Linked DNA regions of Mus musculus: region 1 is linked to region 2. A link is a contact called in public HiChIP or PLAC-seq data. All regions are on one chromosome and are shown on one strand. Each heading gives the region's core, a stretch centred on a gene start, on an enhancer-like site or on the middle of the called end of the contact. The rest is flanking DNA. Distances are from core to core; before and after follow the strand shown.

Evidence for each region. HiChIP or PLAC-seq counts read pairs in DNA pulled down with a chosen protein or histone mark.
Region 1: a contact with region 2 is called in an H3K27ac HiChIP or PLAC-seq map of heart atrium, with 7 times the contacts expected there. The contact joins two enhancer-like sites. A contact is called at or near these places in 2 of 484 Hi-C or Micro-C datasets (embryonic stem cells and nephron progenitors) and 2 of 115 datasets of contacts at active chromatin or transcription factors (embryonic stem cells and heart atrium).

What each region holds. Positions count from the first base shown.
Region 1 is chr16:50,005,979-50,012,455 of GRCm38.p6, reverse strand. No RefSeq gene overlaps it. Among named protein-coding and RNA genes, the nearest start is that of Gm6936, 29 kb to the right of the region's middle. Within about 2 kb of position 1,870, at least 72 of the 459 cell types and tissues checked have an H3K27ac peak or open chromatin away from gene starts, as enhancers often do. A contact at or near this core is called in heart atrium, where this site is marked.
Region 2 is chr16:49,516,861-49,523,599 of GRCm38.p6, reverse strand. No RefSeq gene overlaps it. Among named protein-coding and RNA genes, the nearest start is that of Gm4802, 110 kb to the right of the region's middle. Within about 2 kb of position 1,784, at least 15 of the 459 cell types and tissues checked have an H3K27ac peak or open chromatin away from gene starts, as enhancers often do. A contact at or near this core is called in heart atrium, where this site is marked.

The DNA of each region.
Region 1 (6,477 bases), core at 621-3,120, 490 kb before region 2:
TCATATGCTTTAGTACTGAATATCTTTGCTAAGCTAAGGAAAGTCCTTAAGTTTTGAAGTCCTCCAAAATAGGGCAAGAGGGCTGGCGGGGGGGGGGGGGGGCGGGATATCTCACTACTAGAAAAGTTGTTCTGGTTTCTAATTCATATAATAATAAGAAAAGATGGGGGCGAGGGAGAGGAGCCCTGGCTCTAGATCTGTCTCCTCTAACACTTAGGGGACACTATCTATCATTTGCACTGGAAATGCCCCCTCTCCTAGGCACATGTTTTGTTCTCACCCAACAGTACTATTCTGAAGGCTTTACAGACCTTTACGAGGTGGGTCTTTGAAAGTCCTACCTACGCTTGATTCAGGCCTCTTCCTCTCTGCCTCTTGATCTGTCAAGAGGTAAGCAGCCCTGCTGCATGCTCGGGCTGCCATGGGCAGTGGAGCTCACTGCTATGCAGTCTGACAAAAATGGTTCTAAATCTCACTGAAACGATGAACCTCAGCAAACCCCTCCTTTCTTAAGGGACTTCTTGTTGGTGCATTGTCACTCTGACCACAAAGTAACTCAAGTGAAGGCCTTAGACCTTTAGCTTATACAGTTGCTACCCATATAAATGTTTTCTCTCCCTTTCCCAATAAAGAGAGTAATGGAAAGGATTATCTATGTATCTATCTATGTATCTATCTATGTATCTATCTATGTATCTATCTATGTATCTATCTATGTATCTATCTATCTATCTATCTATCTATCTATCTATCTATCTATCTATCTATCTACATATATATACACATATGTATACATATATATATCTCCTTTTGTGTACTGAGTTGCATTGAATGTACTGTATATGCCTAGAGTTGAGGTTTCTGGCCACTGTTTATGTTACCATCTCAACCTAATGCATTTCTAGGTCTGTACCAAATCCCTGTCAACAAATGCATTTTATGAAGACATAGCTTATAAGCTCTAGGTATGTATATTCCCAGGCTTATGTGAAACCTGAATCATTCAGGGAGCTGAGTGAAAGAAAACACGAAACTATGAATTCCTTCCTGAAGACCTGAAGAAGTACTATTTTTAAGAACTTGTATGACAATATTTCCCTTATGAAATCTTATCCAGTATTTGTCCTTGGCTGCTTAATTAATGGGGAGATAAAAGTGGCATGTAATCAGCTTATGAACGGAAGGAAGACATGGGCGTCTTAAATGATTGCAAAGATTGTTCTCTTAAGTGGGTTAAGGAACTCCTAGTTTCCTAGTGACCCTTTCCAGATTCTTAATTAACACAGTGTATCCTTCTTCATTGGGGAAAAAAAATCAGCAGAAGTGTTTGAAATACAGGCTTCGGTATATAAACCAAGGATGATTCACTGAGTCTACATTTTTTTTCTATACATTTTATCAAAGGAAGGAGCAAATTGGCTCAGTCTACATTGCTGGCAGCACCATCTTGAAGCAAAATGTTGGACAAGGTCTCCTGGCAAACAGTGGCCACTGCCCTTTTGCCCAGAAAAGGGGGTACTGTTGTACCAGCTGGAGCCCTATGCTGGCGGGCGGCAGTCTGCAGTGCTGCCTACTCATGCTAATGATCTCAGACCAATGCTGCTCTTACTGGGACGTGGGAGGAGAGCAGACCATGCCAAATTCTTGCACAAGGTCAAATGTTTCTGGAGAAAGAAAGCCAGGGTTAAATTAGCAGTCAGGCTGAGATGGGGGGTCACTGTGTGGTAGAATACAATCCAGTTCTGGTGAGTCTGCAAAGTCAATGGAGAGAGCAATAAAAAGTAATTACGAACGCATTTCTCAACTTGGAAAGCCAGCCACATCTCACACCAAGGCCAGATTCAGAGCCCTTCTGTTCCAAGGATGTTGGAGCAGGCTCAGGGACAGGAAGGGATTGTGTAAGCCAGCCGCTTCTCCCTGGCTTTGGAACCATGCACCCTGAAAGCAAAATGCATCTTGAAAGAGAAAAATGAAGGACATGTCTTTTTGAATTCCCCCTTTAATAGAAACATATTTTGTATCTACAATATACCCATGTTTTTAGGGCTGCTCACTAGTAAAAACAAAATCAGCATCAAAGCAAAGGAAGGGGAACCCTTTTAGGAAAATGTAAGCCATGGCAAACCTAAAATACCTCAGCTCTGCCCTGCTTACCAACATCAGGACCGCAGAGAAGCTGCTTGTGGGAGGGATGCATCCAAAGGGAGGAGGTGGAAAAAAAGAAGTCGTGGGAGGAAGAAGCGTTGATCTCTGGTGTCAGGGAGAAATTCGTGACAGAATTGACTGTTTTGGATTGACTATTTTGACAGTTGATTTTTTTACCTCCCCCCAGTCCCATCCCCGCAACTCCAGAATCATGACAGACAATTGCAGAACATCAAATTGATGAGTGAACACTTCATCAGATCTGGTTGCCTTAACAACTAAAATAGCCAAAATGTTAAGACAGTCAAACGGGATTGATTATTTTTTGATACAATCTGTGGGTGGTTGACCCAGGAATTCTCAGTCTAATCCCACCTATAAACAGAGGCTCTATCAGCAAGAAAGCAGGCATCAATCACCCGGATCCGTCCCATCCTCCAACGCCCCTGGAAGGCTGAGAAGCACCAGCAGCAGCAGCCTCTGGATGTCTCTAGGTGATGGGTGGCACAGGAAGCAGCCATCTGTGAGAGCTGGGATTCTGATCCCCGCAGCTTCTAGCAAGATAAGAGTCTGGCTTGGGTGGAAAAACAGATTGCCCCAAATCGTCGTCTAGAGGTGCTGAATCATGCATGAATGTCAGGGCATGATGCCAGCCATGGCAACTTTTCCTGAGGGCTTTATCTGGTATGAACCCAGAGAGTTCTGGGTTAGGATTTTTTTTTTCAAACTCACAGAGATAATTGTTGTGTCATACACCCAAAGGGAAATTAAATCTCGCTCGTAATTGGTATTTGCTGGCATCTTAAAGACAAGAGAAAGTTCACCTTAGATTCCTTAAGATCTTGAATTAAAACGTTTCCACTAGAGCCTGCTATAATGACACATGCCTGTAAATCCAAGAGGTCAGGTGACTGAGGTAGAAGGATTGCAAGTTTGAGGCTAGTCTGACTTACCTGGTGAGTTCAGGGGTCATTTCCAAGGTGGGTCCCTCTCTCAAAAATCTACAGAATCTTGAAAAATCCAAGTTTCACCAACATGCCAGATCTGCCAGCTGAGACCATGCCAGAGGCATCGTCTTAGCCTACTGGCTTCGGATTAGGTACAGAAGGCTTTTGGAGCTTCAGTCTTGTTTGTCTGTTTGCTTATTTGGGTCTCCCCCCCCCCTTTTCATTCTAAGTTATAAAAAAAATTAGTTAATAACTTGGCGGCAGTGGAGAATGTGTTAAAAAAAATAAGAATCAATGAAAAATGTGACTTGGTGAGAAACTGACAATAAGTAGGGTTCAGAACCCCACAGAGCATGCACAGCCCGATTTTTCCAATGCAGATTGCAGTAGGCACTGACCACAGAAACAGATATATTCCTAAGCCTTTATTATTGAACAAAGAATAATTCCTGAGTCTTCCCACTTTTAAAAAGATGCAGAAAAAAAAAAAACCCACACAACTCCATAACAATACAGTGTTAAGATAGAAAACAGCACCACTTTTGTTAGGGTGCCCAATTGCTTGAAATTTGGTTCAGGCTCAACTCCTAGAGGTCCTGAGACAGCCAGCTTGTAGCTCAACAGTAGCAGAGGTTGAAAAAAGTATTATAGAAATAAGGCACCCACCTGGAAATAGTAGTCTGCTAGAGGAATTATCGAAGATGTTGATATATTGATTTGGAGAGAAATGGCTTTGTGGATATGTTTGAATGTGGATTTAAATATAATATTCCACTTTCTTCTTAGAGCATTCCATCTCCTACGGTACTCTCAGTTTTCTGATTTTAATTGATCCTTTAGGAAAGGTTGACATTTACACTAGAATATGCAGGCGAATGCCCCGCCTTGCTGAACTGCCTTTTCTTTTGGGCTTGAATTGCTGGGGTCTGAGCTTGTTGTTTGGTTGTCTATTCGTTTGCTTTAAAAGAGTGATTGTTAAATAGAAATAAATAATTTTAAAAGAGTCTGTGACCTAAACACAGATAACTCTTTTTTTTTCCCAGCAAACTGTGTTTCCTGGGAATTTAAATCAGGAAATTCCTGAAGACTAAGGCAAAGCAAAGGCTGATGTCGAAATGTCTTCATATACTTAGATTCTGAGACAAGGGAAGGCCAGGATGTCAACTCAAGTTATCAGACAGAAGAAGAATGGAGCCAGTGGAAGCGATTGAGAAAGGACATAGAGATAGTGAGGCATGGGGAAGGAGTGGGGAGAAGAGAATGAAAGAGGAAGAAGAGGTCTCACAGATGAGAGAGAAGCAGAGAGACACCATGATGGACAGACACCAGTCCTGCCTGCAGCTCAGGGGCAGCTTGCTCTTCCTGTCTTCAGTCTAGTTTTCCCTCACAGCCCTTTGCTAACATGAACGAGATTATGCTTCGCATCCAGGAGTTTGTCTGAAATGCCTTGTCTAAATTTAAAATTATCAAGGTAGAGAACGAGGAATTTTATGTTTATTTTGGGGCTAATTAGGATTGTCATCCTGAAAAGTCCAGATCTCATAGTCTAGATTTTTCTTCTTTCATTTTACATATATAGCTTTCAACCAGCCTTCTGAGGGCATGGTTGCTTTTGGAACATCACTGCCGTGTTGTGAGGATACCCAACTTAACAGGGATGTGGAAAGGCTCTGAAACTAGAGGTAGAAGACATGATGGTGTCAGTGACAAGAAGCGAGAGGAGGAAGAGTCTTCATATCTCTGAGTCTTCACCCCTCTTTGCTTCTCCAGCTCTTTCTAACCTACATCCAGCTCCTGGCTATAAACACATAAGATGCTCACACTAGACTTTCCCAAATGAGGTCAGCAGTCAACATCCCCTATTTTCCTCAACCACTCTCCACCTTTTTATTTATTTGTTTACTTCTTTTGAGTTGGGGGCCTCACAGGGATGCAGCTCACACATTAGGCTAGACACACTTGCCATTGAGGCCCAAGGATCTTCCATCTCCCCGGCACAGGTATTATAGACATGTGTAGATTTACATGACCGTTTAAATAGGCTATGGGGATGCATGCTCAGTGAACACTTTGAGAGATCTTCCTAGGCCTTTAAGGTATAATTTCAGCATAGCAATAAAGAACACTATTACCAAGTATATAATATGCTAAGTAGCAACTAAAGAGACCTATACTGTGCTTCTTGGTGGTCAGAAAGGTAATTAAACTTTTTTTAAAGACAGGGTTTCTTTGTGTAGTCCTGGTTGTCCTGGCACTTACTCTATAGACCAGGCTGGCCTCAAACTCACAGAGATCTGCTTGCCTCTGCCTACTGAGTGCTGGGATTAAAGGCACGGACCACCACCAGCTGGCAAAGTCTTTGTCCTTTACCATAAATGCAATGCCAAGGCATTCTCAAACAACTACATCCCGCCACTAAATTTCCTATCCTATTTTAAAATTGATTTTTTTTAAAATTATTTTATTTATTTACATTCCAACCACTGTCTGCCCTCTCTGTCCCTCCTCCCACAGTTTCTCATCCCATTCCTCCTTTTCTTTGCCTCTGAGATGGTGCTTCCCCTACCCACCAGGCCTCCCTCTTCCCTGGGACCTTAAGTTTCTAGAGGATTAGGCACATCCTCTCCCACTGAGGCCAGACCAGGCAGTCCTCTGCTATATGTGTGCTGAGGCCTCAGACGAGTAGGCTGCCTCGTTGGTAGCTCAGTCTCTGGGAGCTCGCTGGGGTCTGGGTTAGTTGAGACTGCTGGTCCCCTTCAGCTTCTTCAATCCTTCCCTTAATTCAACCATAGTGGTTCCTGATTTCAGTCCAATTGTTGGGAGTAAGTGTCTGTGTCGGTCTCAGTCAGCTGCTGGTAAGTCTTCTCAGACAGCAGCCATGCCAGGCTCCTGCCTGTGAGAATACCATAGCATCAGTAATAGTATCAGGCCTTGGTGTTCTCTGCCCCATGAAATGGATCCCAAGTTGGGCAGGTAACTGGACCTCCTTTCCTTCAGTCTCTGCTCCATTTTTGTCACTATCCTATTTAAAATGCATCATGTTGCTGGAGAGACGGTGCAGTGATTAAGATCACTTGTTCTTCTAGAGGATCTGAGCTCAGTTCCCAACATCCACATCAGTGGCTCACAACTGCCCATAATTCCAGTTCCTGGGGATTTAATGCCCTCTTCTTATCTCCAAGGGGCCTACACATACATGTGGTATGTACTCACACACAAACACACAGCGATACATATTAAAGAAATGCAAGATCTCTTCTTTGTAAAGTCCTACGTTTTACTTTTCTTATTTTAATTGATCCATATCACTGTCCTTGAAAGGAGGTTGGCATTTACAGTATCCTCTGTCACATGTTGAAGAAACACAGCGATCTTGTTACACCTA
Region 2 (6,739 bases), core at 535-3,034:
AAGCTAATAAGACACCAGCTTTTTTTATTGACAGATAATGCTTCCATATAGCACACAAGAGAGTCTCTCTGTATCTACCTACTCTTACTTCTAGTCACATTTTCTCTGAATATTCTCTCTTATCCTGTTTACAAAATGCTTGTGCAATTTTCTACCACAGTGGACAGAGCTGCCCCTGCCTACTGTCATGCATTTTCATCTCTGTATCACAAAAGTAACTAAAATACAGGAGAAGTGCACATTTGAGGCTAGCCTGGGCTATCATAGTGAGTTTGAGGCCAGTCTAGCCTACATGGTAAAATCTTGTCTAAAATACAAAATTAAACGAAACATGTACTGAAAGAAGAGATGTGGATGTCCTTGTAGTGTAGCTTTCAAATTATATGGCCTACCCTAATATCTTCCACAAAGTAGGTCACTCAATCAGTGTTTTTTGACTTGACGTCAGAAAATCATTTCACGTTGAATGGCTCTACTCTAAGCAGACACTTGGACATAATTAAGAAGCACACCTCATTACAGCACATTCCAAACTGTAATGAAGAAACAAAGAGGAGATACAATGGGAAAGTAGTGCATTCTTTGGGACAATACCCTCTCCTCCCAAATTATAGTGTTGTTGTTGTTGATATTCTTCATAATGAATGTGTTTAAAGAAGAAAACAATACGAATAATCAATGAGAAAATAAAAGGAAAACCCAGGCATTAACAAGCATCAGTTTACTCCTTCAGCATGGCAGCTTTCTCACCCTGCGGAAGACAGAGTAGCAAGCTTTCATTTTTTTCTGGGTGTTTCCTTAGCTACGTACACCATGGGCTCATTCCTCAGTGCCTTTGATAGACCCCATATGCTCTAAGTAAGTGTCAGACAGACTCATCTCAGAAAAGAAGAACCACTTATCTAGTAATAAAAGCCATGCAAGCAGTTCATTTCATCTTAATTAGCCCAAGATGATGCTTTTGAAGTGCCCTGCTTTCTTATCAACACCGTGCCTCCTGCTGCATGGGAAGGAGGTTTTGACGTCTCTAACAACTCAGTCTCAAGAACCAGAATTGAGACCCACACTGCCTGGCCCTGTGCTGTCAAGGGATCTATAACAATGTGTGCCCACACAGATTTCCCTTCCTTCTGGATAAGTTATTCTTGCAATGTGAGAGGACTAGGCAGTGACACCTAGTCTCTCTGCTCAACACCACAATGTATCTACCTACTATATGTAAGGAGGCCACTAGGCATTAGCATGTGAGCAAGAGAATCTCTCTTTTATTAGGAAATCCAACTAGAAAGTAAAGGTAGAAAATAAGGTATAACATTGAAATGTAAATGAATGGCCATATCATTAGTTCAGGGGTACATTGAATCCCTATTTCTGCCCCTCTTTCTCCAGTTGTTTGCTGAAGACCAGGAGTGGGTATAGAGGATACATCTAGACAGTTCAGAGATGCCTCTTTCATATTTTTTATTGATACCTGACACTTGGAATCCTCAGTGGCCTGGAGAGAGAGAGAGAGAGAGAGAGAGAGAGAGAGAGAGAGAGAGAGAGAGAGAGAATAACCAGAAAACAAGAGTCAAAATGTCCCCAGTCTAATTAGTGAGCATCCTGTACAGTCTGCTGGTGGGATAGCCACTCTGAGCCTCTCCCAGTCACTTCATTTACACATTGTTCTCACTCAGCCTCTCACAGGAAGGCATCTTTCGGAAAGTGCTGCAAACACTACGTGTGAAAAGATAAAGATGGTATAAATAGCTTTCCAATTCTTCTTGCAGTTTGCTGGCTCTCATTTTGTTCTCCACAAGCTCTGGATATGAATAGAGCCAAACAGAAAGCATAAGAGCCTGAGGACATAGAGCCTGTGCCTGCTGCTCAAGGAAATCAAAGTCAGAGAAACCTTCATGGTTTCCCAACACACCCTTTCAGACCGGAAGTGCTCCCTGCGGCGGGTAGTGTCCAGTCATACTGCAGAGAATGGCTTTCCCAAACAGTTGATAAATCTGCTGTTTTATACCATTCTCCACCCTTCATATTTCTCTCTGGACCTCTGGATTGTGCTGGAGCTGCGAGTCCATGTTGCTTGGCAGATTTCATGCCTGTAAGAAACCATGACCTCAGGTCACACACTGGTAACAAAGCTGCCAAACATTTGCCAACTGGAAAATCAACTGAAAGAATGAAATAGCCAAGGAAGATATATGTCATTCTCTTTCTGATAGGGGCCACCCAGTGCAGTCTCTCTGGGAGAACTCCCTCACCAAACAAGAGTCCACTGAACTATGTGAACTCATAAAATGACTGTGAAGACTCGAGGGAATGTGAGAGGTTACTTCAAACACAGGAGGTAAGTTGCCTTTCTTAAAGTGCAACAATGCAAACCCCCCACCACATGCACGTCTGCTCTGCATGGGTGTCCCTAAGTCAAGCTCACACAGCAAGCTTGCGTGCAGAAGGCTTAGGATTCTATTCCACATGGTCGGATCCCAAGCTTCCTCACCTTCAGTTCAGACTGTTTGAATCAGTCTCCAGATCTATGTTACATACAGGTCACATGCAGGCCTACAGCCCTGCTTTGTAAGAAAGGCGCAGTGAGGAACTTCCTATCACCTTATAGAGTCAGAAAATGGATAGTACATTAACTCAATACTTCCCTTTCTGAGCACCACGCTCCAGTGCTAAGGACAGAACAATGGACAAAACAGACACAAATCTCTTCCCGGTATGAGCCTGCTTTCTCAGGAGGGGAAGCAAACCAATCGAAGTGAAATATAGAATATATTGGATGAGGTCAGTTGTTAGGTAGAAAAATAGGCAGAGAAGGGGGCAGAGCCTTGGTGGAAGAGGCTGAGGGCTGCTGCTCTTGCTGGGATCATTCATGTTCCACTTCCTTTATTCTCCTTGAACCAGATGTCACCCCTCCATTTGGCATCTCTGACTGTTATTTCAGTAACGAAGCCTGGCATCCTGAGGCATGAGTGGGCCTCTTCAGACTGACCCCATTCTTGCTCTTGTCTCTTAAACTACTCAAGCAAAACTGCCCTCTTTGGTTCTCTCAAGGAAGGTGTAACTGGGCGGGTAGGTCAGCATGTGTGTAGTTTTCTCATGAATAAGCTGTAAAACCGTCTTTGTGTAGCCATTTTGGGCATCTCCCTTCTAGGAAATTAACACATAATTCTGTTAGCACATTGATTGCAATCTCCAGCTATTGCCTGAAAGATTTGTTATTGGTGCTTTGATTTAAAAACGATTCACCACCTCAGAGAGAATGGTGCTTTTACTAAACTGAATCCTGCAGGTGAGATAGTCTGATCTGTCATATGTGTCTAATGAGTGAGGACGGTTTGACCACACACCTCCGAAGTCTACTTGTTTGTTGGAAATGGAATCCCCCAAATCATACACTAACAATCTTTGCAAGAGTGGGCTTTTGAAGGGAACTAAGAGTTGGTGAAGTCAGAAGCGTGAGGCCACTGTGGCAGCAACAGTGGCTTACTAATTACTAAGAGGAATGGAGACAGGAGCTAGCCCCTGTCCTGCCTCTCACCAGGCTTATTCTCCACTGTGATTGTGACACAGGAACAGGAATGGAAGGGTGTGCTTAGGTAGACTTGGCTGCCTTCCCTGGGCAGGGCCAGTGTGGTGAATGGGAAGAGATGTATTGTCACTGAGCAGTAAGAGGAAGGCACACTTTACCTAAGTCCTCACTGTTGCCCCAATGTCAAAGCAACAATGAATCCATGGATTGGGGTCAGACTGAAAAATTCTGAAGACTCAAAGCAAATAATGGGAGTAGAAATAGATTGTCTGTCTGGCATGACAGTCCTAGACACTAAGGACTTGAATTGGGGTTGTCAAGTCTAAGCAAGCTGCTAACCTGAATTCCAGTTTCTGGAACGGCTTTTTGTTCCTCGGAATGGCAGTCTATTCTACTTTATCTGCCATTTTTATAAGTCTTTAACTGTGTGCTCCACAGTCTTTCTGATTCTTTCCAATGGACTTGCTGTCTTGTTTCTTATTTGGTTTTTTAGATATGTTTGTTGATTAAATAAAAAGGGAAGAGCTGGAGCTAGCCCAGTAGCCAGATGACAGTCACATTCTGCTGATGAGTTTCAGTTCTTAGTCTGACTGAATGCCATGTCCCCGTCCCCATGTCCCGTCCCGTCCCCCCCCCCCCCCCGTCTCTTTCCTTTATTCCCACCCTGTTTTTTTAACCCCTGCTGTCCGGGAGTCTGGGAACCATGAAACAACAGAGATAGCCCCAGCCATGGGAGAGATGGGGGCAGAGCAGCAGGGAAAGATATCAAAGGTGAAGTACCATATAAACATTGTAATACAACACGTGTGTTGTAAGAAAGATGACTAACTGGGACAATGGGTTTGATTGAATTAAAGTGCCGGAACATCATGTCTCATTGAATTTAAAATGTGGATGTCAGATGATGCGCCAGGAATGGTGAGCACAGAGCACTGCCTCCACCAGTTATTTTCCCACCTCACTTCTACAATTCTGATTCACTTCTGGAACTGTGTTTAGGCTCCAGGCATTTGGCAGTAACAGATGTTCTCAGCCCAGGCACTCTGCAGGAGCAAGGTAACTGTGAAGTCTGCTCTTTAACTTTGGATATGTGAACAAGAGCGTAGTACTTCATGGCAGTCATTCAGAACCCTACCATGCTGGGGATATAGCTCAGTAGTAGAGGATGTGCCTGGTGTGCACCATGTCTAGGTTACAAGGACCCAAATAATAAAGTGTATTGTGAATCTCTTAGTGCATTTGATGCTAGAGCACCACTCTCCTAACCCATGCTTCTTATCTGTTTGACCAAATTGTCTTCAGAAGTTGAGCATGAGGCTAGCTTGCAGAATATGGAAACAAAGAGTAAACTGCATAGGCAGCTCTGAGTTCTATGCTGCTGCAGAAGACTCAAAGTGACATTGTTGGATAACTGGACAGGGGATGAACATTATTGAGAAAATCATCTAGCACACAGCAAGGTCAAGCAGAGTCTTTGTGTGCGTTTCTTCAGACATCTAGCAAGCAGGAGGAAAGATGAAACCTCTTTCTACTCTTCTGTCCATTTGTGAATTTTCATGTTATGCAGATTACCTTTCCCTTGGTCAATAAACAACTTTAGCTTTTCCCACACATCATTTCCACCAGAGAGAAGAATGTGCAGAGATGAAAATTGATGATGGCACATAGATTTCTCAAAGCCAGAAGAAGCTTGGATTTGACAGTGACCCAGTGGCTGTGATGTGGAGCAAAGGCTTGATTTTATTCTTTCTGTGCCAAATAACTTGAGCGAACACAGATTAAAGCACTCCACTCCCTTTGAATTTCAAAATGACTAATATAAAATCTAATTGCAGGTCCTCTCTCTATAGTCCCACTCCCGTTTTAACCAGAAGATCAGTGGCTACCCCTCCCACAGCAGAGTCTCAGCTATTTCATGTGTATGCACATGTGATAGGCTAAATGAAAGCACTTCATGGGCAGTGGTAGGCAGAGTCTAAAATCTAGCCAGGGACTTACTCAGCAAGCTCTATGACCTGCAATTCTTGGTCTTTTCCATCAAAACTTGCCCCTTCATGTTATCTTCGCCAATGGGAATTTTTCTCAATGATACCTTCTACTTGCTATTCTCTTTGCTAGAATTGAAGCATCTGGCTGCAGAGTGTGGCTGAAGGTTGCTATGTTTCCCACAAGGGTACACTGAAGCTGAGTTTAGTATCACTTAGGAAAGGGGCTGCTGTGCTGGTTAGTGTTAATCCTCAGTTTGATGAGATTTTGAGAGTGCCAGTGAGCCATTATCCTAATTACATTAATTGATGTGACAAGACCTGCCCACTATGGGTGGTGCCACTTCCCTGGGTAGGGGATTGAGGACTGTAAAAAAATAGAGAGAGAGAGAGAGAGAGCCAGCTGAAAACTGCCATGCACGTAGTAATCCATTGTTTTCTGATCTTGCTTCTGGTTGCAATGTAACCAGCTACTTCAAGCTATTGCACCTTGACTTCTCTGTCCTAATGGACTGCACCCCTCAACTGTGAGATTCTGTTCTAAGGGACTGTACTCCTAAACTGTTAGTTTATAAGGACCCTGTTCTTCCTTGAATTGCTTTTGTAAGAGTATCTTATCAAAACAATAGGAAAAGCAACTAAGACAACCACCATCAAAAAGCTTACATTGTAAACTCCATAGAGGGTTCACTAGCCCCTAAAGCCATTTTACAAGCCTGCTTTTCCTACCCAAGCAGTAGATTGGAGTATGTAACAAGTAACTGAAGCATGGATTCTAAATTGTCATGATAAAACCATTAAAGTCTCTAGGACAAACGACACTTACCAGCAAACACAAAACTGTTTCTAGATATTAGGTATATTGATTCATACATAGAAATAGATAAACTTAACAAAAATAAGACCCAGGCATCTGTATTACAATGGTTTGCTTTTAGTAACTGGATCATTTCTTCTCATTGTCAGGGTAGATTGCAAGAGCTAGTTTAGTTGGCTTATTTTTTTCGGGATGAAAACAGGTTAGCTAACCTTCTCCTGACTGTATGGAGAATCAATGGACTCCTTCCCAGCCGCAGATGGGCCATGCCTAAGGCTTCTATTGTTCCAGTGAACTATGGAAAATAGCAGTCAATGGGCCCATCTAAGTGGCTGCCTTCTTGGCCTTCTCTTCTACCTTTTGACACATCTGCAACACCTCTCCAATTTCCTTTTATGTCTGAGTAAT